Regions from separate parts of the Mus musculus genome. Here regions 1, 2, 3, 5 and 6 are each linked to region 4. A link is a contact called in public promoter capture Hi-C data. All regions are on one chromosome and are shown on one strand. Each heading gives the region's core, a stretch centred on a gene start, on an enhancer-like site or on the middle of the called end of the contact. The rest is flanking DNA. Distances are from core to core; before and after follow the strand shown. Region 1 holds the start of 4933432I09Rik (RIKEN cDNA 4933432I09 gene). Region 2 holds the start of Lztr1 (leucine-zipper-like transcriptional regulator, 1). Region 3 holds the start of Pi4ka (phosphatidylinositol 4-kinase alpha). Region 4 holds the start of Scarf2 (scavenger receptor class F, member 2). Region 5 holds the start of Rtn4r (reticulon 4 receptor). Region 6 holds the start of Dgcr6 (DiGeorge syndrome critical region gene 6).

Region 1 (4,116 bases), core at 943-3,442, 420 kb before region 4:
GCCAGAGAGCGGCTACAGCTTACCCCAGCTGCATTCATTCTACAGTAAAGCCCTTTAAAAACACAAACACAAAGAACACACTAAACTAAATGAAAGTGTCCTATCATAAGTGCGGTAGCAGTCAGCACAGGCATTTATTGCCATGTTGCAGTACTGGGCTCTGTATGCGTGCTCCGCACTGTCTTCCACTGACCATGCAGTGGTGTACTCTTGCCCTCCCAGCACAACGGTGAGGGATATGTTATATCATGATGCCAACAGCATAAGTAGTTGATGTGACATTTTCTTAGCAGTGATGAGCATGACACCCAGGGCTTTGCACATGATAAGCAGGCATCTACCGCTGAATTATTCTTCCATCCTTGGTATTAAATATTGTCTGTCTGTCTGAGGAATACTGATGTTTTAAAATTAAGTCACTTACTTTACACCCCATCACAGCTCCCCTTCTCCTGCCCCTCCGTCCTATTATGCATTCTTATGATTCTTATGGGAGCACATATTGCCTATAATTGACCAAAGGATTATGTAACACATGAGGATTTTTTTTTGACAAGTTTGAATCTCACTGGTCATACTTTTTCATCGCTGGAGGTCACTGTGAGCCCCTCAGTGCCTCTTCCTTTTCAAGGTACCCTGTTCTTTTTTTTTTTTTAGGATGCAGCGGTTTTGGAGAAGGACAAGACCTTTTGATGACGACTTTTTCTTTTCCCCTTATGGTTCTTTGGTTCTGTTTTCCTTTATTCTTGATCACTTCCCAGCAGATACTCTTCAAATAAAAACCTGTTTGGGGTTTTTTTTTTTCTATCTCTGTTTATGAAGGAGTTCAGAAAGCTAAAAGGTATTTTTTTTTTCTGTTAAACCATAGGGAGGTCCAGGTTGAAGCAGGAGGGCCTCTTGCCATGCATATCACTGCTCCAGCTCTGGTATCTGGAATGATGAGACCTAGGGAGTTTGCCAAGGAATTCTGTTGACAGCTGCCATAATCAGTACTGGAGTCCAAGCTTGTCTGCAGCCAGTTCCTGCTTCCCAGCCACTTGTATCCCGAGTTAGCTGAGTCCCGCTTTCAGTTTGCTGAAGTCCCTTACAGACTAACGGCCGGTCTCCTGTTGTCTTGCAGACCTGGAATGAATACCCATCAGGGGCCACTGAAACCTGTGGCGGAGGAGCTGGTGTGCGCTACAATGAGAGCTCCGGTGGGGCCCAGCTGGCACACAAGCTGGAGTCCTGCATTTTTCCAGTATGGGATGCATCTCTACACTCAGTACAGACTGAGGCTGGCAGTCACACTAGAGGAGAGGCCTGGAATTGCCCCAGCATGCCCTACGGCACTCAGAAGCTGCCCACTCTGGTCCCTGGAGGGGCTTCTAAGCCCTCTGCCTGTTGGTTTCTTTCTGGGGTTTCATGGTTACCAGGATATGATGATCTCAGAGGTGGGAGCCCAGGAAGGCCCTTGGATGGCTTTGGAATGGGGTGGCTTCAGCAAAGGCCCTGAGTAGCTGACAGTGGTGGTCGTGGTGTCTTTGTTCTATATTCTGAGTCTCCAGACTTGGTAAGGGCCCAGTAGATACTCAGGATGCTGTCCTGTTAGTACCACACAAAGGCTGCAGGCTAGGATCCTCAGGTCACAGCTCCAAGTGCTCAGCGTGGGCTACAGTTACTGAGCAGCCGTGGAAGGACTGAGGGCACTTCAGGTGCTCATATGTTCTGAGACCTTAGGTGCCTACCTTAACCCGAAACCCAATGTTCTCTGATCACCTTACCTTTGTTGGGCTGTGCCCTATCTGGAAGGCTGGTTTCTTTCAGACAGCCCCGAAGACGCCTCCCCCTTTTCCACGGTCCTTGTATGCTCTTGATCTCCAGAGAGTCCTGAGAGGTGAGGGAGTCTAGTAGGAGAGAAGAGCCCCAGGTCTGCCGTGTAGCTGGTTCCGCATGAGCATGAGCTGTGCTAGCATGTTAAATACCCTACAGATTGGTGTGTTGGGTTGGGTGAGGGTCTGTGTGGAGCCCCGAGGCTGCACTGGGTGGGAGTGCTAGGATGATGCAGACTCGAAGACACACAGAGAGTGTGGGACACTAGAGTGTGCTGTGAGGAGCTAGAGTGGCCCTAGCCCCTGTTGCTAGGCAGCGCATTTCCCTGGACACCAGTTGCCATGGCAGCCGCTTCCTGCCCATGTTGCCATGACACCCAGATGGCCTTGAGGAGCCTGAAGTGGTGGTAAGGGGCTAGCTATCCAGACACACTCACACCACCCTTCCCCCCAGCCCGGCTGGTGCCTAGGGGATGCTGAGGAGAGGAGAGAGGACAGGCTATGTTATCCAGAGCCGCTTGCCTACAGCTGGCCTGAGATGAAGTCAGGGGCTAAATGGGCAGATTCTACTCTCCTTACTATGGCCTTGACACTCAATGACCCATGCTCATTACAGGGCCTGAGTAGAACTCAGAGTCATAGAGCCAGCCACACCCATGAGAGATTCTCATTTCTGTATTTTTAACCTGGGCTTCTGGCCCTTACCCACCTAGTCTGTTCTCCACTTGCAGCCCCAAAGCACCCTGCGTAGGACTAGAGGATCCTACAGAACCTGGATGAATGTGTCTGGGGTTTCACAGGCATTCCTGGAGTGGCCTTGGGATTATTACCCTGTCATCCAGGACTCTGCCCAGTCCTTTCATCTCCTACCCAGGACCTAGGGTATGGCCTAGGCATGAACTCTCCTTTGCTCTGTTAGAGAGGCAAGATGACACTTGGCTCTGAGTCACAGCCTGTGACCTTCCAGGTGGCAGAGGGGCAGATGAGGGATGAAGTGGTCTGTGTGATGAAGTCACCCCAGGGCCAGAAGGTAGGGGCTGCTAGGCCTCTCTGTTCCTGGCAAAGTAGACATGAGTTTCTGAGAGCTGTGTGACCTTCTCGGCCTTCTCCAGTCTGCAGGGAGTGGGGAGTGCAGAGCAAGCAGGGTCCTGAGACCATGGTGTGGGCAAAAGAAGGTCTCAGAGCTAGGCATGCTACTTCATGCTTGTGTGTATCAGGATTTTGTAAGGCTAGAGCAGGAGGATTGCCATGAGTTTGAGGCCAACCTAGGATGCACAGTAAAATCCTGTCTCCATGTCTTATCCCCACAAAGAGGGCACTAGGTGGGCTGGGTCCTTGAGGTCTTCTAGGAATTCCCAGCTCCAGAGGTTGAAGCTCTTGGAGGAAAGGCACACCCATGGGGCGCTCAGTACTGGACATGGACTTTCTGCTCCTAGAATGTATGTGGTGACAGGCTGTTTGCTCCTCTCTTCTGTGGTCACTCTCTGGAAGCCACTGCTCATATTTTTTTTAAAAAATGATTTATCTATTTTATGTGAGTACACTGTAGCTGTCTTTAGACACACCAGAAGAGGGCACTGGATCCCATTGGAGATGGTTGTGAGCCACTGTGTGGTTGCTGGGATTTGAAGTCATGGCCTCTGGAAGAGCGGTCAGTGCTCTTGGCCACTCGTATTTTTAACTTTAACAGTCAGAAAGACAGTAAGAGTGCTAAAGACAACCCTTGTGAAAGACACAGTCCCAGTAGACAGCCATCATTTCAGGATGTCGGGGGCTCTGAGGCCTTGTACTGGGAGGTGGCCTGCTGACCGCCATGCTGTGCTCCACTAGGCTGCTGAGCGTAAGCACCCCTGCCCAAGCTGAGGACCCTCTCCTTTCTTAGGAGTCAGATCTCGTCTCTTGTTACTTCCAGATGGACAGTGGTGTCCAGAAAGTCAGCATGAATGGGCTGCCTGGCGGTCAGTACCAGTTCACCTTACTGGGGCTAGAACCTGGGTTCTTATCTTTCCTGTTGTATTCTATCTGACCCCACTCTTGATAGATACTGGCCTACCTGTCAGCGCAGGCAACAGTGCCAGGCTATAAACTCCAAAGGCCTATTTCTGTATCCTGATGACATAAAGACCCTCAGGTTAAAGTGGGACTGTGAACAAATGAGAGAGATCACTTTAAGCTGCCAAAAGCTGGCTCCTGGCTTCGATGCTGATGGCAGGCAGAGCAGGAGTAGACTGCAGTTCCCAGACTTGCCACCAGATGGTGCCTCAACCCTGCACCAGGCACAGATACTTGGGTGGGAGCCAGCACC
Region 2 (3,796 bases), core at 985-3,484, 290 kb after region 4:
AGGACAGCAGTCCTAATGTCCTACCCACTCTATGCTAGCTGCCAGCCTTTTTTGGTGTAGAAATTCTTACTAAGGCTCGTTCTTTTCTTTTGCTTAGTAAATGATTACATCTGGACACTGCTGTAGGAAACAGTAAGGAAATGGATCTCGGCCAACACCAGGGGCAAGTGGCACTTAAAAGAGATAAGAGGGCACAAGGCCTCACCCAAAAGAACATTAGAAGAGGACAGAAGTGTGGAAGGGAAGGAACAACATTGCAAATGGCTAGGCAACAAGGATGGGGACAAGGTCATCAAACAGACAGGACAGCACTAACAAGCAGGCCATACCCTCCTATTAGGACAAAGAAGACAGAGGCATTCAGGACTGTGAACCAATTAACGCGCACTCTGATGTGCAGTTGTACATGAATCCCCAACTGCTCTTGGAGAAAGAGGCTGTGGAAATGAGCTAAAATCCCAGACAGTCATGGCCAAGTTTGTATGTCTTAATAGACCTGAAAAATCTCACTTGCTCTAGGTCAGCTACCTCATGTAGTCTACAGGACCAAGGCTATAGTGCCTGTTCTGGGCTTTAGGCCAGGTTCTAGGCCTGAGAGGAGGGAGTCATATGTAAACACATAACCTCAGCTTACTTGGTGGAAGTCTATGTGCATGGAGATGTGCTTACTAGGTCATTTCCAGGAATATTATTTTCCAGGAGGTTAAAGCAACACAGGGAAATCTCCACCAAATGTGTGTACAGCATCAATAAAACTGTTTTAGAGGTAGTGAGATGACTCAACAAGACTTGCCACCATGTCTTGCAACCTGACTTCAAGCCCTGGTACCCATACAAGGAGAAAGATGATTCCTGCTAGCTGTTGTCTGATCTCCACATTTGCGCCCCTCCCCCCATAAGAGATGTTACAAAACAAAAATTTGGGCAAAGCCTAGAGAGAAGTGTAGGGAAAGAAGAAAAGTGCCAGTAGGGCTAGCATGTTTCTTCCAAAGCTGTCTCCTCTTTCAACACAAGGATATCTCCATGAACCTAGCACAGGCTGCCGTTTGAATGCTGGATAAAAGGGCTTTAGGGGTAGGGTCTTCCTCACCGTAACATGGGAATCAAGGGCAAAGCACCACACAGATGGCGAAACAGAGGCTCACAAGGCATAGCTAATGACTCCCATCCTCTGTCTCTCTCTGTCATCATCCCCTGCCACCACTTCCATCAAAACAGGCAAACTCACCCGTTGTCTCCACCAAACACATAGATGGCATCCTTATATGCCACGACTGTGTGCTTGCTGCGCCTAGAAAGAAAGAAGGGGTGAAGGGTGGTGAGACCGGAACTCTCCCAGCTGGCACCCAAGAAATGGGACTACACACATGGTTGCTACCACATAAGTTTGGACAAAGCCTCTCAACTGCTAAGATCTATAGAGATCCTTCAGTTCTTCAGACAGCAAGGACATACATCGGGGACGCTTCAGACTTCCCACTCATACCTCACAGCTCAGGGACCCAAACAGGATCCTCAGAAACACAAGTCTGGTACCCTGCCTAGAATCACTACGGTGCTGTTCCCTGGGAACTCAGCTTTGGGAACGACCAATCTATACTCCAAGACATCACACGGGATTTCGTCCCTACAGCCCGTCCTAAGACCAGCTCTCGTCCCTACTACCAGTGCCTTCAGGATCCCTGTACACTGTCGTACCGGGCGCCCACGAATTCGTCACAGGGCGGGAGGCGCCGCCAGCGATGCACTGTTTCGAAGGGTCCAAAGTTGAGCGTCAGGTACTCGACACTGTCTGAGCAGCTGTGGTCAAAGTCCACGCTCGGAGCCACCTTGGAGCGTACCCCTCCTGTCAAGGCCCCGGACCCAATGGGGCCTCCGGAGCCAGCCATCCCTTGTTCAGGCTGGATAGGCCGCCAGGTTGCAGGACTCACGGCCACCGCCCGGGCAGAGCCAAAGGACTACACTTCCCAGAGAGCCCTGCGCCGCTGGTGTAGCACTTCCGGCCGGTTTGTCGGGCCTCCCGACAAACCTCGCGCTTCCCGCGACGCGGCTCGCTATCGAGGAACCTGGCAGCCCGGCTCCTCGCATTATCGTATATCGAGCACATCACATTCTGGAAAGTATTTCTGGCCAAGTCTCGATTTGGGTTTCCTCTTTCAGGATACGCACTCAGACCATAGTAAACCACTGACATTCTCAAGGCAGCGGCGAGCTACACGCTCCCGGCATGCCTTGTAGTCGGGCTTTGCTGTCTCCCGGAAGATCCCCCCGCCCTCCTCCAGGATGAGGTTTCGGACTTGCAAGCGAGCTGCTCAATTGTCCACCTTCTGTTTGTGCTCCCCAAACCTGATCTTCACTGCTCCCCCTCTGCTCTCTCTTGGCATTCTTGTCTGGGACTCTCGATGGCGGGGCACCTCTGGGTTCTCAGTTGAGAGCAGTATCTTCATTTATTTCTCTCCTCTCTCTTCCTCCCCCTCCTTCTCTCTCTTTTTTTAAAAGATTTATTTATTATTATATCTAAGTACACTGTAGCTGTCTTCAGATGCACCAGAAGAGGGCGTCAGATCTCATTACGGATGGTTGTGAGCCACCATGTGGTTACTGGGATTTGAACTCATGACCTTCAGAAGAGCAGCTGGTGCTCTTAACCACTGAGCCATGTCTCCAGCCCCTTTCTCTGTTTTGCTGTGGGTTTTGAACCTAGGATTTGATCAGCATGCACTCTGCCACTAGGCTACACCACAATTTGTGTGTGTGTGTGTGTGTTTTATTTGTAGTCTGCTGCCAGCTGAATCACCCGTGAAATGATTCAGGAAGTTCAGGCAAAAGGGACACATGTAGTGAAATGGATATAATGTCAGTTGGTCTAGTTTCATATTTTTTTGGTAAGAGCTTATAAATGTAAAATAGTAAAAGTCAAGAGCAGCTTCACAATGGCTATCCTAACTGTACAAAAACAAAACCTAGAGATATACAGAATGCAACTGGATAGGTTTTTGAGTGACTACTGCAATCTAGCAGAGTGTATTTGTGAGTTAATAACAATGAGGTGATTTTCATTTTGTTTTATTTCAGACAGGGTTTCTCTGTGTAGCTCTGGCTGTCCTGGAACTCACTCTGTAGATTAGGTTGGTCTTGAATTCAGAGATCTGCCTGCCTCTGCCTCCCGGGCACTGGGATTAAAGGTGTGCGCCACCACCTCCTGGTCTGAGCTCAGGTTTCTGTGGCAGCATGGAGTCTGCAGGACCCAGCTCCCACCTCTCTTAAGTGGACAAATACAAAAGCTGTCTCTGGCTTGTGAAGCTTTTTTAAAAAAAAAAAACAAAAGACTGAGACTTCTAACCCTCCTGCCTCTGTCCTGAGTGCCACTATTACAGATGTGTCACATCATGCCTGGCTCTAAGTGTCGGCCCAATTACACTAGGACACAGTTCTGCTGAGACATGCGTTTTAATTTTAAGGTAATGTTGAAGGGGCTTGCTGGGAAAATCGTCCTAGTAGAGGAAACCAAGGCAGAGCCTGTCCTGCCTCTACACCCAGCTGTCAGTGACAGCTGAGGCATTAGGAATGGACCATCTTCTGGAGGCTGTGGTAGCCTGGCTGGAGGCGAGGCAGACAGGTCAAGGCAAGCCTTGGAGGACTCAGATTCCACAGTGAGGGATCCTGGGAAATTGGAGTTGGCACTTGCCCCAGGACTTGGTCTCTGACCTTGGTACCCCAGAGGCCTGCCCAAGTCCACCACAGGAGAGCTCAGGATCCTTTTCCTGTGAGCCAAGACATGTCACCGGTTCTGCAG
Region 3 (3,661 bases), core at 528-3,027, 390 kb after region 4:
TGTTCACCAAGACCTGTAGGACTCCAATTGATCTGGAGTGGAACATTAAGAATCCAGTACACAGAAGCACAACTTCCTAGAGGCAGAACATACATTAGCCGTCAGGGAGACAACAACAGGGAAGGTAGGAGAAGGTAAAATACCAAACAGTGGCAATAGAAAACAACAGAGATCTGTCCAAGTCCCAGAGGAGAACACTTGCCAAAGATCAGAGATGAAGACTGGTAAAGAAAGACAGTATTTTGTTTCAACTATTACATTTCAAAACTGTAAAATACTTAAGATTATTCTTGGCTGATATATCAGTAATTTCTTCTTCTGCCAAAACAACTATTTTGCCAGTAGACTTAGGGGCAATCTGGTGTCTTGGAATAATCTTTATTTTATGCTGGAGAAGATGGTACATGCCTGAAATCCCAGTATCAGAAAGATTGAGACCAAGAATTCTAAGTTCCAGACCAGCCTGGGCTTCATTGGTAGGCTGTCCACCAAGCCGAACTCCTCAAAAAGAAAAGGTCTTAAAGAAGTTTCAGAAGACCATTTCTGTTCCCAGCACCCATCTGTCAACTCCAGCTCCAAGGGATTCCCTGGTGCCCTCTTCCGGCTTCAGGGGACACCCTTAAACTGTGCATATGCAAATACAGGTAAATTAAAGGAAAGCAAAGTTCCTAGTTGCTGAAATTTTCTATGGATGGAAAGAGCTGTCACAATAACACACGGTCTACAAAGGTAAGAGTCGACTCAATTCAGGATCTGGTTTCCTGAGCAGGAGCCCAGGCGAGGGGACTTAAATATTCCCATTAGAAAGGTGAAAAGTGGTCAAGGATGTGAGAAGAAGAACACAGGCTCCCTTTGCGTCAGTACTTCAGGCACCACCTGGCACTTGAAGCATACACAGTTCACACTTTAACTGGGCCACTAGAGAGGAACAGCTTGAGGCTTCTGCCTAACAAGTTATATGTAAATGAAACAGACACTACTTCCCAAATACAGGCCGCACTTTGGCATTTTTACTCTCACACAGAACATTATTTGGAGTTTACTTTTTAACTAGACATGAGGGCAGGGCAGCGAGGGAGAAATTAACCTCGCAGAATAATAGATAAGGAAGCTTCCAGAGGTAAACATCAGGTGATCCTGATACATAATTCTTTACACTATGTCCATGAACTTACGGTAGGCAATTAGAAAAATACCAAAAGATCGTAAACAAAATATTTCTTCATCCCGTTTTTATAACGCATTGATTGGCCGGTTTAGCTCAGTTCTGCCCCAGGCTCACCTCGGAAGAGGCGACTCCGATCTTCTCCGATTCATACATGAGAGACAAGGACCTGCTGGTACTGGCAGCGGTAGCCTCGGCCCTGCGCAACACCTCCTGTCTCAGGTACTGCTGCCTGTCAATGGGCGCGTCGGGGCCGTCAGGCAGGTCGCGGACGTCCTTCCACGGCGCGGGCCGGGTGTCTTCCTCTTCCACGTCATCGTCGAAAGGATTATAGCTTTTAGGATAGCCAGACATGGTGCGGGAGACGGCCTGCACCTAGGAAGCAGGAGGGGTTGCTGAGCGAGGAGTCGATAGCCCAGCGCCGGCGGGCGGATTCACTGTGGACGCCGCGCGCACTACTTCCGCCAGCACTGCGCTAGAGCCCCGCCTCCAGAGCCAACCCGGCGGCGGAGCGGCAGAGGGGGACCAGGCCCCACCCAGTGCGGGGGAGGGGAGAGGGGAGGAGTCAGGTGGTCAGGTGGCCGGGAAGTCGGCCGCCTCTGCGCCTGCGCAGTAAGGACCGGTGGTGGCGAGCCCAGAGCTGTGAACCCAGCCGCCTGCGCCGGGGCGTGCGCTGTGATGGCGGCTGCTGGGGCCCGGGGAGGAGGCGGCGGTGGCGGCGGCGGCGGCGGCGGCGGCTCGGGGTCCAGCTCTGGCTCCAGCACCTCTCGAGGCTTTTATTTCAACACAGTACTTTCACTGGCCCGCTCCCTGGCTGTGCAGAGACCAGCATCCTTGGAGAAGGTAACCCTGCGTACTGACAGGAGGAGGGGCCTGAGGTGGCGAAGCGGCGGGACGCTGCTGGGTCTGAGAAGGCTACTTGCGACTAGAGAGGGGCTCCTGAATAGAGGTGGCAGCGATGTAGGGAGGTCGGTGGGAGAGGGTTCTGGTGAAGAGAGGAGTCGGGAAGTCGACAGGACGCTGGGAGGTCTGGTACCGGTGGGAGTGGGAGGGCAGTGAGCTGTGGGCGGGCGGACTACCGCTGTGACATCTCAGGCGCGGGGGTTGTGGCAGCATCGTGACTGCCTGTGAGGCGTGGTAGGATGAGCCAAGGACCAAGAGTCCAATCCGGGCTTTTGGTCCCGATTTTTTGTTTTCATTCAATGACCTTGGAGAGGTGTCTTTCTCATGAAATGGGACGCCCTCCTCCCCTACACACTTTTTGCCCTTCTCACTGGATTGTGGAGAAGGACAGCTATGCAAATCGTATTATTATTTAAGAGATGGTAGCGTTAGACTGGATCAAAAGATGATGAGTTTCGAGAAGATGCAGTGGCAGGAATATGCAGTGGACTGTTAGTAGACAGAGAACTAAATTCAGGATTGCTTCAGAAGAGAAAGACACGCCAGTCCTTATCTTGGAAGATAAAAGATATGCTTGGACCTGGGATAAGAGGTGAACTGGGTGGGTGGTGAAGGGTAGAACCCCAGGATTAAGGAGGCTAACCGCTTTCTTTTAGGGGAAAAAAAAAACCCAAAAACCAAACAACAACAAAAGGATGTTGTGATAGGAAGAAGACAGATTTTAGTCAGAGCTGACTAAATTTACAATTTCTGTGTGCAGTCTTGAGGAAGAAACTTGCATGCTAACAGCCTATTTGCTTATCTATAAAACCTGTGAAGCTTTGATGAGTTTACATATTAAGGCCAGGCACAACGTGGATGAACAATAATAGTCAGCTGCTTTTCGCCCAGGAATGTGTAAATAGACTCAGCACAGTATGTTAGCACTGAAGGGAGGGGGCTGTCTGTCCATTCAACTTTCTGAAAGATGGAAAGAACCTGGGTGACATGTGCACCTGCGCGCTGATGGGTAAAAGTGGAAAGGCAGAGTGACCTGGTCTTTGACCTTGTAAGTTTTCAAACTTGATTGTATCACCTACCTGCAAGGTGAACAGGTTCTGGAAGATCTAATGCCAACCCGACTTCTGGCTAAAGAATGAATACAGACTGGACATGGTAGCATGCACCTGTAGTCCATGCTACTCAGGAACAGCCCAGTATCCGCAGAGGTGCTGAGGAGTTGTTGTTCACTCAGGGAGTTGGTATCTCAGTACTCATGTCTGGCAGCTTAGGACTGCTTGAATGTTTGAAGGTAACTCCAGTTTTAGGGCATCAGAAAGTCCTCTTGTGGTGTCCATGGGCACTTGCATGCATGAGCACATACAAGCACAAATAAATAATAACAACATCTTAAGAAGATTTATTTATTTATTATATAATTATGCTGTAGCTGTTTGCAGACACACCAGAAAAGGGCATCAGATCTCATTATGGATGGTTGTGAGCCACTATGTGGTTGCTGGGATTTGAACTCAGCACCTTTGGAAGAGCAGTCAGTATTTTTAAGTGCTGAGTCATCTCTCCATCCCCCAACATTTTTAAATTAAAAAATAA
Region 4 (3,561 bases), core at 1,042-3,541:
AGGCTGCCTCTGTCCTTCCATGCTGGGAAGCTGAGACCATGCTCACACTACATTTACTAAGAAAGAGAACTGCTTTCTCTTCCAGATTCTATTAAATTTGGGCTCCAGCCTCCAGGGGCCACCTTCTACCTCCTAGCTAGTCCATCTTCTGCAGGTGTCCCCTCTATGAAAAACAGCCTCATTTTCAGAGCAGTAGGCACATCTCTTGTGGCCCTGGCATCTCTTCAGTATGCCCTCAACCCCACACCTGCAGGGCTTCCAAGATATCCTCTAGAAGGGGGAAGGGGTGTAGGATGAACTGTGCCCCAATACCTGCAGATCTATCTCCTTTTCTCCTGTAGGTCTGTGTTCACCATGGCATGTGTCCCCTAAAGGAAAAGGCACTCCCAACTCCATAACCACTTGTGAGACAGGGCACTGGTCTCTGCAGCAGAGACCTTGCACTAACAGGCCTGGAGGCTGTAGGTGCATGGCCTCGAATACGGGTTGAGCTGGCACCTCTCTCTGCTGGACCTCATGCATTGTAACCAAAAGGATGGCCCAGACTTCGGGTGAGCACAGTCCAGAGATCTTTCTTCCCACAAACTCTCCACCCACACTCAGGGCATCCACCCTCATCTCCAGCACCAAGAGCTGAGGCCTATTGCAACCCTATTTTACAGAGATAGAGACAGACCCCGAAAATCTAAGTATTTGCTCAGATCCAGACAGCTGGGGCAGTCTGCCGCCAGAGTATAATGGCAAAGCAGCTGTAGGTTACAGAGGCAGACATCCTCCTGAGAGGTCGGCCAGCGGAAATATTGGAGACCAAGGGTTCCCCAACTCCAGCTCGGAACAGCTTGACCCACCACTGGAGTCCCGTCCCCCAGCCAGCCGGTCGGAGGAGGAGAAGGCCTGGTGCGGGCTGACCGCCCTCCCTAGGCACCGCCCCGCCTGCCTCAGCCGCTGCATTCCTGGGGCCGGGGAGGCCCGGGACGAGGCGGCGGCGGCGATGCGAAGCAGATGGCTAGTCAGGCGCCCCCCCCCCCCCCCGCCTCCGAGGCGGGGCTCGCGGCCGGGAGTGGTCTGTGTCCTCTCGACCCGATTTCGGAAACCGCGCGGTCAGCTAGCAGCCCTCGTCTACTTTGACCCTCCAAAACCCTAGCTGACGTTTCGCACCCCGGGGAGCCGTTTGACCCAGGGTGCCCCCCGGGACCCTAGCCTGGAGTCCCAAAACAGCCTCCCCAGCACTGGCAGAGGCGCCCCACCGTGGGTTCCTCGCCTCTGCAGAGATGCCTTGACTGCGTCGTGGCTCCGACGAGCAGACAGGTCCCTCGGCTTCTGCGCCTACTCAGCCGTCGTCGCTCTTCACCCTCCGCGCAAGCTCCGGGCTCCACTGCTTTCTGGCTGGGCCTGTCCCACACCGGCTTTCCTAGCAAGATCCTCTCAGAGACCCACCTCCGTACACCCAGTGGCCGCCCACAAGGAGCCAACAGGGGTTCCCACGTCCTCCCCATCGCGCGTCCATCATTGTCCTCAAGCACTCCGGTTTCTGGTCCACCGTGAGTGTAGCCTTGTCCGTGCTCACTTTCACCACCATCTTCCTCCCACCCCGCGCCCGCTCTACCAAGACAAATCTGTCCTTCCAAGTCTCGACTGTCCCAGTGCCCAGCTCGCCCAAGGTTGCTCCTTCGCCCTTCTAAACCCCTACTCCAGGCTCAAGCCACTGGCTCCTAAAGCCTATGCACATGCTGTCCCCTCCGAGTGTCCTTGCTTGGCTTAGGGAGTAGCTCCTTTCTCTTCTCCCCTGACATTTTGGACACCACATAGTACCCCTGGGGGCTCCCCACAGTACTCCATTACCCCTCAGGTGATTTCTGGTCCAGCCGGCCCTCGGATGCAGCCTAAGGGCCCAGGCTTGGCCTGGAACCGAGCCCAAGACGCGAGGCAGGCCCGAGGGGCTCGCGTGACCAGTTTAGGGAGGTCCTAGATGGCCCGGACTGAAATGGGGCGCCGCTACCCCCAGCCCGCTTCGCGCCCACGCCTCGGACAGGCCCAGTTCCTACCCGGGCGTGCGGCACACGTTGCGGCCTCGCGGGTTCAAGTCCTGGGGCGCCGCGAGACCGGGCAGCAGCCAGAGCAGCAGCAGCAGTCCCAGCCCTCGGGCTCCCTGGCGCCGCGCCGGCCCGGCCCCCCGGGACCCTGCGCCCTCCATGAGGCGCGGGGCAGGCGCGGGTGGGCGCGGGTGCGGCCGCGGCAAGGGCGGCCGGAAGCGGAGTGCGAGGCCGGGCGGGGGGCGGCAGGAGGGGCGCCGGGCCGGGCAGGAAATTCCACATCGGCTCCCTGATCCTGGGCCAGCGCGGCCGGCCAGGCGGCAGCGCCCGCCCCGCGCGCCAGACCCCACCCTCCGGTCGCGCCTCCGCCCCTTCTTTGCTCGGCCCCCGCCCCCACCTGGCCATGCACGAACTCGGGGGTGAACTTGGTGGAAGCCGGCGAAGCACTGCGGGAAGAAGGAGCTGCGGGATCCTGTGAAGGAGTCCTGGTCCGCGCCTTTTCTCCCCCTTGTCAGAAGCCCTGGAGCCGCCAGGCCCGGGAGCAAAGGGGTCCTGGAGAAGGCCCCGGTTCACACACTGGCCTTCGGCTGGAGCTAAGAACCCCTAGTTGTTCTATGGTGTGCCATTAGCATCTCTTGATCTCCTGCAGCATGCAAGATGTAGACAAAGACCTGTGGGAATGAACTGGAGACCTAGGGAAAGGAGCTCTCTGAGGAAAAAGCCTGGAACAGAAGGAAGCAGTGATGGTCTTTGATATAATGAGGAGGTAAAGACAGGGAAGGGGACACTGGAGATGAAAACTGAAACTCAGAAGTCCTCTCAAGGGGTAGGAAGGAACTGGGTGCCCAGGGCATGTATTCAGCTTGAGAAGGCTATTGGCTCCTAAGAAGGAGAAGTTCAGAGAGTGAAATCAAGGCTTAGAATGGAGACCCCCCTACTACATAAGGACAACCAGGGCCACTAAGTAGATTGCTCTGTCTCTACCATACCCACTTTTGTCTCCTGATCTCCTGAGCACCTCATTCCCTAAACAGCTGTCAAAGTGAGCCTTGTCATGTAAGCAGAACCAGAAGTCTTCGGAGTCAGAAAGCTTCCTTTACCAGGAACCTCTAGCCTGACCTTAGTATGACATCAGCAAGCCTGTCAAAGGAGCTGCAGAATCAGTGTCCATCCTAGGGACGACTTGGACTTGGCTAAAGATATCCTTCCTCCAAGTCTCTACACAAGCTTAAGGATAAGACCCCTGGGCCAGGAGGCAGCTTGGGCAGGGGCCCTCTGTTAACCCTTTACTGTTCTCACCAGTAAAGCTCTTCTCTCATCCCTGCCTTGAATCACTGGCTTCACCCAGGCAGAGCAGAACACAGTACTTATGGTTACCACAGCCTAGGTCAGACAGGAGATGGTTGGAGCTGCATGGGTCCAGAAAAGACAAAGCAGGAGAGACCCTGAGGCAGACTGCTCCAGACTGCAGGAGTTCACACACCTTTGTTGGCAGCCTGGTCCCACCAAGGTGTGTGTGCTTCTGACT
Region 5 (3,996 bases), core at 503-3,002, 330 kb before region 4:
TCAAGCTGGGAAATAGATTTTCCCTGCCCAGGTAGATTCCAGCCCACCATAGACCACCATTGCCCCAACTCTGGCTGGTGGGAGAGCAGCTGGTAGACTCTGCATCTCACAGCCTGGGCTGGAGACACTGAACAAAACCCCTAAATACATTCTGAAGGCTTTTGATCCAGATTTGGGTATAGGCATAGCCCACCTATGTACACAAGGGCACCCACACTCTGAGACAAACGGAAACATGAAGATATGTTTAAAGGCACCCATGGTCATGCACACAATCATGTATGTGCAGATATATACCACATTACACACACGTACTTGCACACACAGACTCAAGCACTGTGAAGGAGACTCCAGGACTTGTCCCTCTGTCTGGGTCCAGCTGCCCGGAGCATCCCTAATCAAAATCCAAGTGTGTCTCCATGGGAGTGGGTCTTGTTAAGGGGCCCCACCATGTGCTAAGCATGAAGATCGCAGCAGGCAGGCTGCATAAATGCATGTATGGTCATAGGTGTGTAGGCAGGAGTGAGGACAGAGCTATGCACCCGAGTACAGGGATGTGCTTATAGCATTTATGTGCATGTGCACACTAGGGCAGATTTGGTATGCATGTGCACTGGAGGTGTGCAAGGCTGTATGTAGCCCATGTAGACACGTGCAAAGAAACGTGTGTGCAGCCTGCGGCACCATGGACATCAGCAGGGTAGATAGGGTGGGCACCTGGGGAAGGCAATGTGTTCACCCCAGATTCTCCAGGTAAGGCATGTCCAACCTGCATGAAGCCCATCCTCCCTTGCCCCTACTGTGGGGGCTTTGCAACCGGATGGGAGGAGGGAATCCCACAGGGCTGCCAAGGAGGGGGTGTTTCGAGCACCAACGCCCCTCAATGGAGCCGCTCACTCTCAGGAGCTCTCCCGATCTCCGAGGAGGAGACATTGCCTTGCGTGTGTGTGTGTGTGTGTGTGTGTGTGTGTGTGTGTTCTCCTCTCTACCTGCTCCAGAGATAGCTCTGGGATCGCCCTGTCCCCCACGCCCTCTGCTGCTGCTGACACCCGTATTCATCCCTACTCCGTTTGACCCCAAAGAAACAGCTTCTGAGCAGGGTTCGCTGGGCAGACCCCATCTCGGTCCGGTGCCCACGTTTCTGCAAACCCGCTCATTAACCCATTCGCCGCCTTTGCGCTCTCAGGTGGGACCCCGCCCTTCCAGCCCTCAGTCTCCACCCGGCCCTGGTCCAACATCTGGAACCTCGTACCCTCCATCCCTGGCCCCGCCGTCGCTGTCAACTTTCCCGCAAAGCCGCAACTTTTGCGGCTGCCGCGGGCTCCGCCCTCCCAGGGCCCAGTTGCTAGCGGCCAGCGCGCGGCGTGGCACTGCGGTGGCCCTCGGGAGCGACCGGCGACCCGGCTCCATCTCTGGCAGCGTGAGCCATGCCCTGCGTCCCCCCCGCCCCGCCCCGCTGCAGCCTGTCTCCGGAGCGGCGCTGACACTCACCTCCGGAGGACGCCCTCTTCATCTTCGGGGTCGAGCGGGGCGCGTCGGGCACTGGAAGCGGCTTCGGGGCGGGCGCCCGTCTGCGCGCGGCCGGGTCCGCATCCAGGCGCCGCTGCTCCGGCCCGGTCCCGGCCCGGCCGCGGGACGAGGCTCCGGCGCTCCGCTCTACCGGGCCGGGCTGGGCTCGCGGGCTGCGGGCGCACAGGGTGAGGGCGGCGGCGCGGACTGGCGGGGCGCTCGCAGCGCGGGCCAGGAGAGGATGAATGTTTTATGGGATCATGTGGTTTGACGCGCGGAATCCGCCCGGTCTCCCCGCCGGTCCGGGCGGGGCGGGGCCGGGGCGGGGCCTGGCGCCGGGCGGGGCGCTCACCTGGGCGCGCCGCGCTGGGGCGGACCGGTGGGTACGGGGTGTAGGGCAAGCGGGCGGGCGACGGGAGGGGAGGCGAGGGTGTCCGGAGCGCGGTGCAAGTGGCAGGACGCGCTCAGCCACCCGGTGCACGGGCCACGCGCGGTCCCAGACAAAGGCGGCGCATTCCTGAAGAGGCGGCGGCCCCTGCAGGCGGCCGCGGGCACCGCGTCCCGGAACCGGCCGTGGGCGCGGGCTCGAGGGCGTGGCGGCACAGGCTGAGTCCCGAAGGGAGTCCTGGGCATCGGACAGATGCAGCAGGCCTTTGCATGGCCCGCCTCCGCTTGCCCCTTAAAGCCCTTTGCTCGAAACTGTCCTAGGCGACTGGGTAAGAAAACTGAGAGGCAAGGTGTAATAGCGCAGTAGTGCTCTCTCCAGCTTTGTAGTTCCCTGTCCCAGGAAGGACACTCAGGCTTTGTCTGCACCTGCCTCTGCACAAGCTCCTATCATTTCCCCTTTGCAATGGAGATTACAAAGTCCGAAGAATCCTCTGGACCCACCCTCCACCAAGCCAGATCAATATAAGGCCAATGTTCCTAATGGCAACCCCCCCCCCCAACATGTCCCATCTCCCATTCCTGCTTGGGTGCTCTATCTGGAGTTCTTAGGTGCATTCTGGGGTGGGGTGGTGGTAGAGGTGCTTCGGCTGGCTGCCAGGTCGTTGTCTGTATCTGTCCTGCACATTATCTAGCCAGAGAGCTGGATAGGGCCCATGGTCCGCCTGTCTCAGTAGAGAAAGAGAACACCCAGTATGGCATAAGCTTCAGGGGTGGAGAGCGCTGAAGAGCCTGCAATGGAATGGCTTTCTGGCCATATATGGAAGCTACACTGCTCGGTCCTGCCCTGGCTGTGTCCCCAACCACACCTCTGTGTGCTTTGTCCCAGTTGTCCTTGTTCATTTGACTTGGATTTTTCAGGTCACTGAAATGTGTGAGATGAGGTTAAGGCAGGGCAGGCACTCACGGCCACTTCTTCATTGGATACTGGTCACCAAGTGCCACCAGATTGACCCCTATGTGACTCAGTAAGTTCTCATTTCCACTCCCCACCACATGGGAGGCTGGCCACCCAGTGACAGATGAATAACCCAAAGCCAACTTCAAAGAGCCAGCAGAAGGCCATGGCCTATAGCCTAGACCAACACCTTTCTCCCAGTGTCCTCGAATCCAGCAGTGCCCACACCAGTGGCTGGTGTGGCTCCAACCACCTCATGTCGTGGGACATGGCTGAAAATCTGAAGACCAGGCTAGAGTCCTGGGCTACCATCTTTGCTCAGTGGCTTAGAGAGGGCACTTCCCCCATCGACTATTTTTAACGATGGCCAGGCTGCCCGTTAGAGAGGTAATGACTATGACCCCTTCTCCCATTGCTGGGGCATAGTTTAGGTGTGGGAAGGAAAGGAGAGCCATTGCTACCATGGAGGTTCCTGGTGCCACAATTCTCTCCAGCTCAAAGATACTGGATACTCTGGAAAGAGAGCTCCTGGATACCCTGGTGTTTTCCCGCGGCTTACATGAACTGGGTATTTCTGGAAGGCAGGCTGGGGCTGAAAGAGACTTAGACTGCGAGAAAAGATAATGAAGCCAAGACAAATGTTCTGATCAAGGCCTTCGAGTTTATTAAGAGAGTGTGCTTATAAGGGGGAAGGCCCATTCCCACCCCCAGCCCATTCTTGGTGCCTGGAGCCAGCCCGTAGGCAATCTACAGTTTGTGTCTTCAGAACGTGGCTAGGAAGAGCAAATAGAGCCATCAAGGTCAGAAGGCTCTATCCTAGGTAATCTCCTTCTTAGTGGCAGCAAGGTCAAAGTCTGGATCTGCCTGCTTCAAGGCTGAGGGAAACTACACTTGGATACACTACACCCCTACCAGCTCACAAGGTACGGCAGGGCTGAGATCTGTAGTGTGAGCTGGGCATCTATTGTCTTAGGCAGTTTTGCTGTGGTCTGCAAACCCACCCTGTCGTTTGTATACCCATTCCCATCTGCACTTTGGTGCTCCTCTCTAGAAGTTGAACCTGCAGGACACTTGGATGCAGCCTAAGGTACAGGCCAGCTCTGGCGGGGACCAGATAGGGAGCAAAGAGAGCTGCATGCTGGCCA
Region 6 (3,711 bases), core at 21-2,520, 270 kb before region 4:
CTAAAAAAAAAAATTATTAAAAAAAAAAAAAAAAAAAAGAAAAAGCACAGCCACTCAAACATTTGGTGAAGAACTAAAGCTCTCGGAGAACAAGAGACTTCTCAACACATTCTGAGGCATTACCTTCATCCCCACACAAATATTACAAGATGCATTCCTAGAATACAATTCCTTTCTGGGATTTAGAAATCAATGTCTCACGAGAGTAACAGCAAAACCATCTGATCATCTCCACAGGAACTGCAAAAGATTTCAACAAAATCCAACACCTATCTCTAATGGGAAAATCCTGTCTGGCAGCACACAGGCATTGCCAGAAAGGCAGAGTATGTTTGCATGTAAATGTAGCCCAATATAGAAAACCTGCTTAGCAGGTGAGAAGCCCTGGGTTCAGTCCTCAGTTTCAAAATCCAAAGCAATAACAAAGCCCAAAGATCTATAACGTAGCATGGGGACATCGTCACACTATTCTTTCCTAAAATGTTTGAACCGAGTCAAGCTTGAACAAATAAAATGGAAAGGAGATCTGATGGTACAACGGAAGATGCCTAGTATAATTTATAGGAGGAGGTGATCAAGCCTGATACTCAATGGGAAGGTGCTGGAATAATGGATTATCTCTGTGGTAGCACACAGCTATCAACAGACCTACAAGCAGCGAGGTCCATCAAGCCTAGGAGGATGTGGGTACTCTAGGGAACGCGAGTAAGAAGTTTCTGGACAGCAGACTAAAAGGATCAGCATGGCTCTGCACCCCCTGACCCGAGGCTCCCGCGGCTAGGGACGCCCTAGGGAAGGTCCCGTCGCCCCCTGCACCTCGGTGTTCGTTCTGCAGCCGCAGTCTCTGGTTGTAGAGGCTCTTCTCAGTGAGGTGCTGAATCTCCAGAAGACCCTGCACGATTTCAAACACCGTTCCGTCGAGCAGCGCCAGGGCCAAGTCGCTGAGCGTGGTGTAGGACAGGCGCTGCTGAAAGGAGCTGCGGGTAGATCGCCGGGTGAGCGCGGCCGCGGCCCTGGCCCCGGCTCCGGCCCCGGCCCCGGCCCCGGTCCTCCCGCCGCCCGTCGCCGCGCACCTGGGCAGCTCCTTGACCAGGCTCTGTAGTGCTGACAGCAGCTGGTAGTGCCGCTCCTGCTGCCGGGCCCGATCCGCCGCCTCATCCCCGGCGGCCGCATAGCGGTCCATCGCGCGGTTTACCGCGCGGTCCCCCGCCGCCCCTCTACTCGGTCTCCTAGGGTGCCCCGGCGCGCCCCGCCCCCTCACGTCATTCTCCAGCGCGAACGACGCATGCGCCCCGCCCCTCCGGTCGGTCTCCGGCCGTTCACCGTGGTGCGTCAGGCACAATAAGACGCGCTCCACCCACCAGGGAGACTGCTTGTAAGCGCTTTGTCCTAGGGAGAAGAAATAGGGGCTCGCTGAGCTCCCAAGTGGTGCTGACCTTGGAGGTGCGCGCCCAGGGCTCTGCATTCTGGTGTTTTAAAGAAGCAACTCTGGCCTGCTGGGTGTTTTAAAGAAGCCAGTCTGGCCTGCGCCTAGTGTGCGCAGACTGAGGCCACTGGAAGCTGGACACTCCCAGCGGGTTGTGATCCACCCTGGGGGACCTCAGGAAAACAGTACGGAGGAGAGCCAGCTTCTCTTTAGGGTTCTTATTCTCATTAATAAAAGACTTTAGGACAATTTTATTAGCGTTAAAGGATACCCCACCCCCACAAGGAAACCTCAGCGACTGCCTGGAAGTGGAGAGTAGATGAGAAAAGAGTCTTGTGAAGTTGAATTCATGCTGGCTCAACAGTCCTTTACCTACTGAGCCAGCCCCAGCCCCTGACAGTGTCCACATTCATAATTTAGTTTGCAGCATGAATAAGAGAAATGACACCTTCCTACAGCGTTTTTTTAAATAAAAATTACATTCCCTGATGTGCCATCTTTTTCCCTTTTATTACTATTTTAAAAATATAACTCTGTTGAATCATCCTGGTTACTTTCTTTTTGTTTTCCCTTTTGCCACGATAAGCTCTGAAGTAGTGAATTCAGATCTGGGTAACATAAATTACAGTGAAGAAACCTTGTGAAGTTTGAATGCAAATGACCCCATAGCCTCAGATATTTGGAAACTTGGTCCCCAGTTGGTGGAATTACTAAGGAAGGATTAGGAGGTGTGGCTTTATTGGAGAAAGAGTGTCACTGAGGGCTGGTTTTGAGATTTTAAAACATACACCATCCATACATTCTCTGTCTGTCTGTCTGTCTCTGTATGTCTGTCTCTGTATGTCTCTCTACCTCTGTCTCTGTGTCTCTCTTTGTCTCTCTCTCTCTCTGTGTCTCTGTCTGTCTCTTTCTGACTCTCTGTCTCTCTGTGTGAGTGTGTCTGTCTGTCTGTCTGTCTGTCTGTCTGTCTCTTTCTCTTGTCTCATCACTACCAGCACCACCTCATGCTTTTGAATTAAGATATAAGCTATCAGCTACTTCCCCAGGGCCATACCTGCCTACCTGGCTGGTGCCATGCTCTCTACCATGGTGGTCCTGGAGTCACCTTCTGAAGCTGTAAGACCCCCAACAAACCCTTCTGTAAGTTGCCTTGTTCATGGTGTCCTCGCAGCAATAGAAAAGCCTCTGAAACACCTGTGCATGGAGAAATAATTTGCATGAATAAATATACTCCAAAGTAACTGTAATTTAATGTTGACAGTATACCAAATTATGGTGAATCATTTAAATCAGACATTTAAAAGTCACGATCTGCAGCTGGGGATGTAGCTTAGTTGGTAGAGCGTTGCCTAGCATTCAAGATGCAGTGGGGTTCTATGTGCAGTATCACAGAAACCAGGCATGGTGGCGCATGTCTGTGATTCCAGTACTCAGGAATTGTAGGCATGGTCGGATGCGCAGGGGCATCTTTGGCTACATAGTGAGTTCCAGGCTGGCCTGAGATGCAGTAGACCCTGGCTCCAAAAGAAAGTCATTAATTGTTCACATACTCAACTCTGGATATTGGAGTGTGAGCAATCCTTGAACATCTTTTTAGCACACCAATTAGGATACAAACAGATCCTAAACAGGGACACATGCCTGAAACACATAGTATTAGTGTGTACCCCACAATGTCCCGTAGGCCACATATTACAGCCTATGACAGCTGAGAAGGATGAAGGCTAGAGCAACCATGGTACCATGCCATCTGTGATATCACATGACAGCTAATGGAAGATACATGCCTCTGACATATCATGTCACTAAATCATGTAAGACATCGTATGACAGCTGGGAGGATGGATGGAGACTGCCATATTACGTAATGATTCTCCACAGTGACCCAGAGGAGACTAGAGAGCACTGTGCTGTGTCACATCAGGCCGTTGTGCATATGTGGCACATTAAGATGATCAGGAGTGGAGGCCAGAGTTAATAGCTTTTTCCCTGTTGCTTAGTATGGCAGTCCAGAGATGGCATGCAGACAGTGAGCCACAGTCTGCCATAGGGATAAGGTGATGTCACCTGTGATATTGTGATGCCAGGGCTGCAATCTGTCCTTATGAGAATAAGGAATGTGTTTCTTCTCAGCTGTTAGACCAAGGAGGCTGTAAGCATATCAGGTCTGGGCCTTCAACCTATATAAAATGTCATGTACAATATAAGATGGAATACAGGCCTGAGATCTCTCTCTCTCTCTAAATATATATATATATATATATATATATATATATATATATATA

Evidence for each region. Promoter capture Hi-C pulls out the DNA fragments that hold promoters and counts their contacts. Capture Hi-C pulls out chosen DNA fragments and counts their contacts.
Region 1: a promoter capture Hi-C map of embryonic stem cells shows a contact between it and region 4. The contact joins the promoter of 4933432I09Rik here to the promoter of Scarf2 in region 4. A contact is called at or near these places in 6 of 39 promoter capture datasets (the C10 cell line, the SN4741 cell line, cranial neural crest and 2 more), 2 of 15 datasets of contacts at CTCF or cohesin (embryonic stem cells and large pre-B cells) and 1 of 115 datasets of contacts at active chromatin or transcription factors (pancreatic cancer cells).
Region 2: a promoter capture Hi-C map of adipose tissue shows a contact between it and region 4. The contact joins the promoter of Lztr1 here to the promoter of Scarf2 in region 4. A contact is called at or near these places in 2 of 39 promoter capture datasets (cranial neural crest and hippocampal neurons), 1 of 484 Hi-C or Micro-C datasets (CD4 T cells), 3 of 115 datasets of contacts at active chromatin or transcription factors (embryonic forebrain, fetal liver and memory CD8 T cells) and 2 of 9 other capture datasets (adipose tissue and liver).
Region 3: a promoter capture Hi-C map of adipose tissue shows a contact between it and region 4. The contact joins the promoter of Pi4ka here to the promoter of Scarf2 in region 4. A contact is called at or near these places in 2 of 39 promoter capture datasets (hippocampal neurons and pre-B cells), 4 of 484 Hi-C or Micro-C datasets (CD8 T cells, cerebral cortex and embryonic stem cells) and 1 of 9 other capture datasets (adipose tissue).
Region 5: a contact with region 4 is called in a promoter capture Hi-C map of embryonic stem cells. The contact joins the promoter of Rtn4r here to the promoter of Scarf2 in region 4. A contact is called at or near these places in 4 of 39 promoter capture datasets (the C10 cell line, embryonic stem cells and liver), 2 of 484 Hi-C or Micro-C datasets (both in embryonic stem cells), 1 of 115 datasets of contacts at active chromatin or transcription factors (embryonic stem cells) and 1 of 9 other capture datasets (adipose tissue).
Region 6: a contact with region 4 is called in a promoter capture Hi-C map of adipose tissue. The contact joins the promoter of Dgcr6 here to the promoter of Scarf2 in region 4. A contact is called at or near these places in 6 of 39 promoter capture datasets (the C10 cell line, cranial neural crest, embryonic stem cells and 1 more), 3 of 115 datasets of contacts at active chromatin or transcription factors (large pre-B cells, pancreatic cancer cells and pro-B cells) and 2 of 9 other capture datasets (adipose tissue and liver).

The regions. Positions count from the first base shown.
Region 1 is chr16:18,211,939-18,216,054 of GRCm38.p6, reverse strand. 4933432I09Rik (RIKEN cDNA 4933432I09 gene) reads left to right here and starts at 2,192. Exons shown (of 3, transcript NR_015575.1): 1 at 2,192-2,218. It also overlaps a transcript of Ccdc188 not described here.
Region 2 is chr16:17,507,121-17,510,916 of GRCm38.p6, reverse strand. It overlaps Lztr1 (leucine-zipper-like transcriptional regulator, 1), which reads right to left and starts at 2,234. Exons shown (of 21, transcript NM_025808.4): 1 at 1,699-2,234; 2 at 1,229-1,291. The coding sequence starts at 1,889. It overlaps Aifm3 (apoptosis-inducing factor, mitochondrion-associated 3), which reads right to left. Exons shown (of 20, transcript NM_001291070.1): 20 at 3,435-3,790. The coding sequence ends at 3,751.
Region 3 is chr16:17,403,981-17,407,641 of GRCm38.p6, reverse strand. It overlaps Pi4ka (phosphatidylinositol 4-kinase alpha), which reads left to right and starts at 1,777. Exons shown (of 55, transcript NM_001373955.1): 1 at 1,777-2,008. The coding sequence starts at 1,844. It overlaps Snap29 (synaptosomal-associated protein 29), which reads right to left and starts at 1,642. Exons shown (of 5, transcript NM_023348.4): 1 at 1,283-1,642. The coding sequence starts at 1,519.
Region 4 is chr16:17,796,012-17,799,572 of GRCm38.p6, reverse strand. Scarf2 (scavenger receptor class F, member 2) reads right to left here and starts at 2,291. Exons shown (of 11, transcript NM_153790.3): 1 at 2,046-2,291. The coding sequence starts at 2,194.
Region 5 is chr16:18,125,398-18,129,393 of GRCm38.p6, reverse strand. It overlaps Rtn4r (reticulon 4 receptor), which reads right to left and starts at 1,752. Exons shown (of 2, transcript NM_022982.3): 1 at 1,492-1,752. The coding sequence starts at 1,513. Gm52241 reads left to right here. Exons shown (of 2, transcript XM_030249377.1): 1 at 1-753; 2 at 1,187-1,780. The coding sequence starts at 730. The coding sequence ends at 1,780.
Region 6 is chr16:18,063,962-18,067,672 of GRCm38.p6, reverse strand. Dgcr6 (DiGeorge syndrome critical region gene 6) reads right to left here and starts at 1,270. Exons shown (of 5, transcript NM_001289814.1): 1 at 1,074-1,270; 2 at 817-977. The coding sequence starts at 1,183.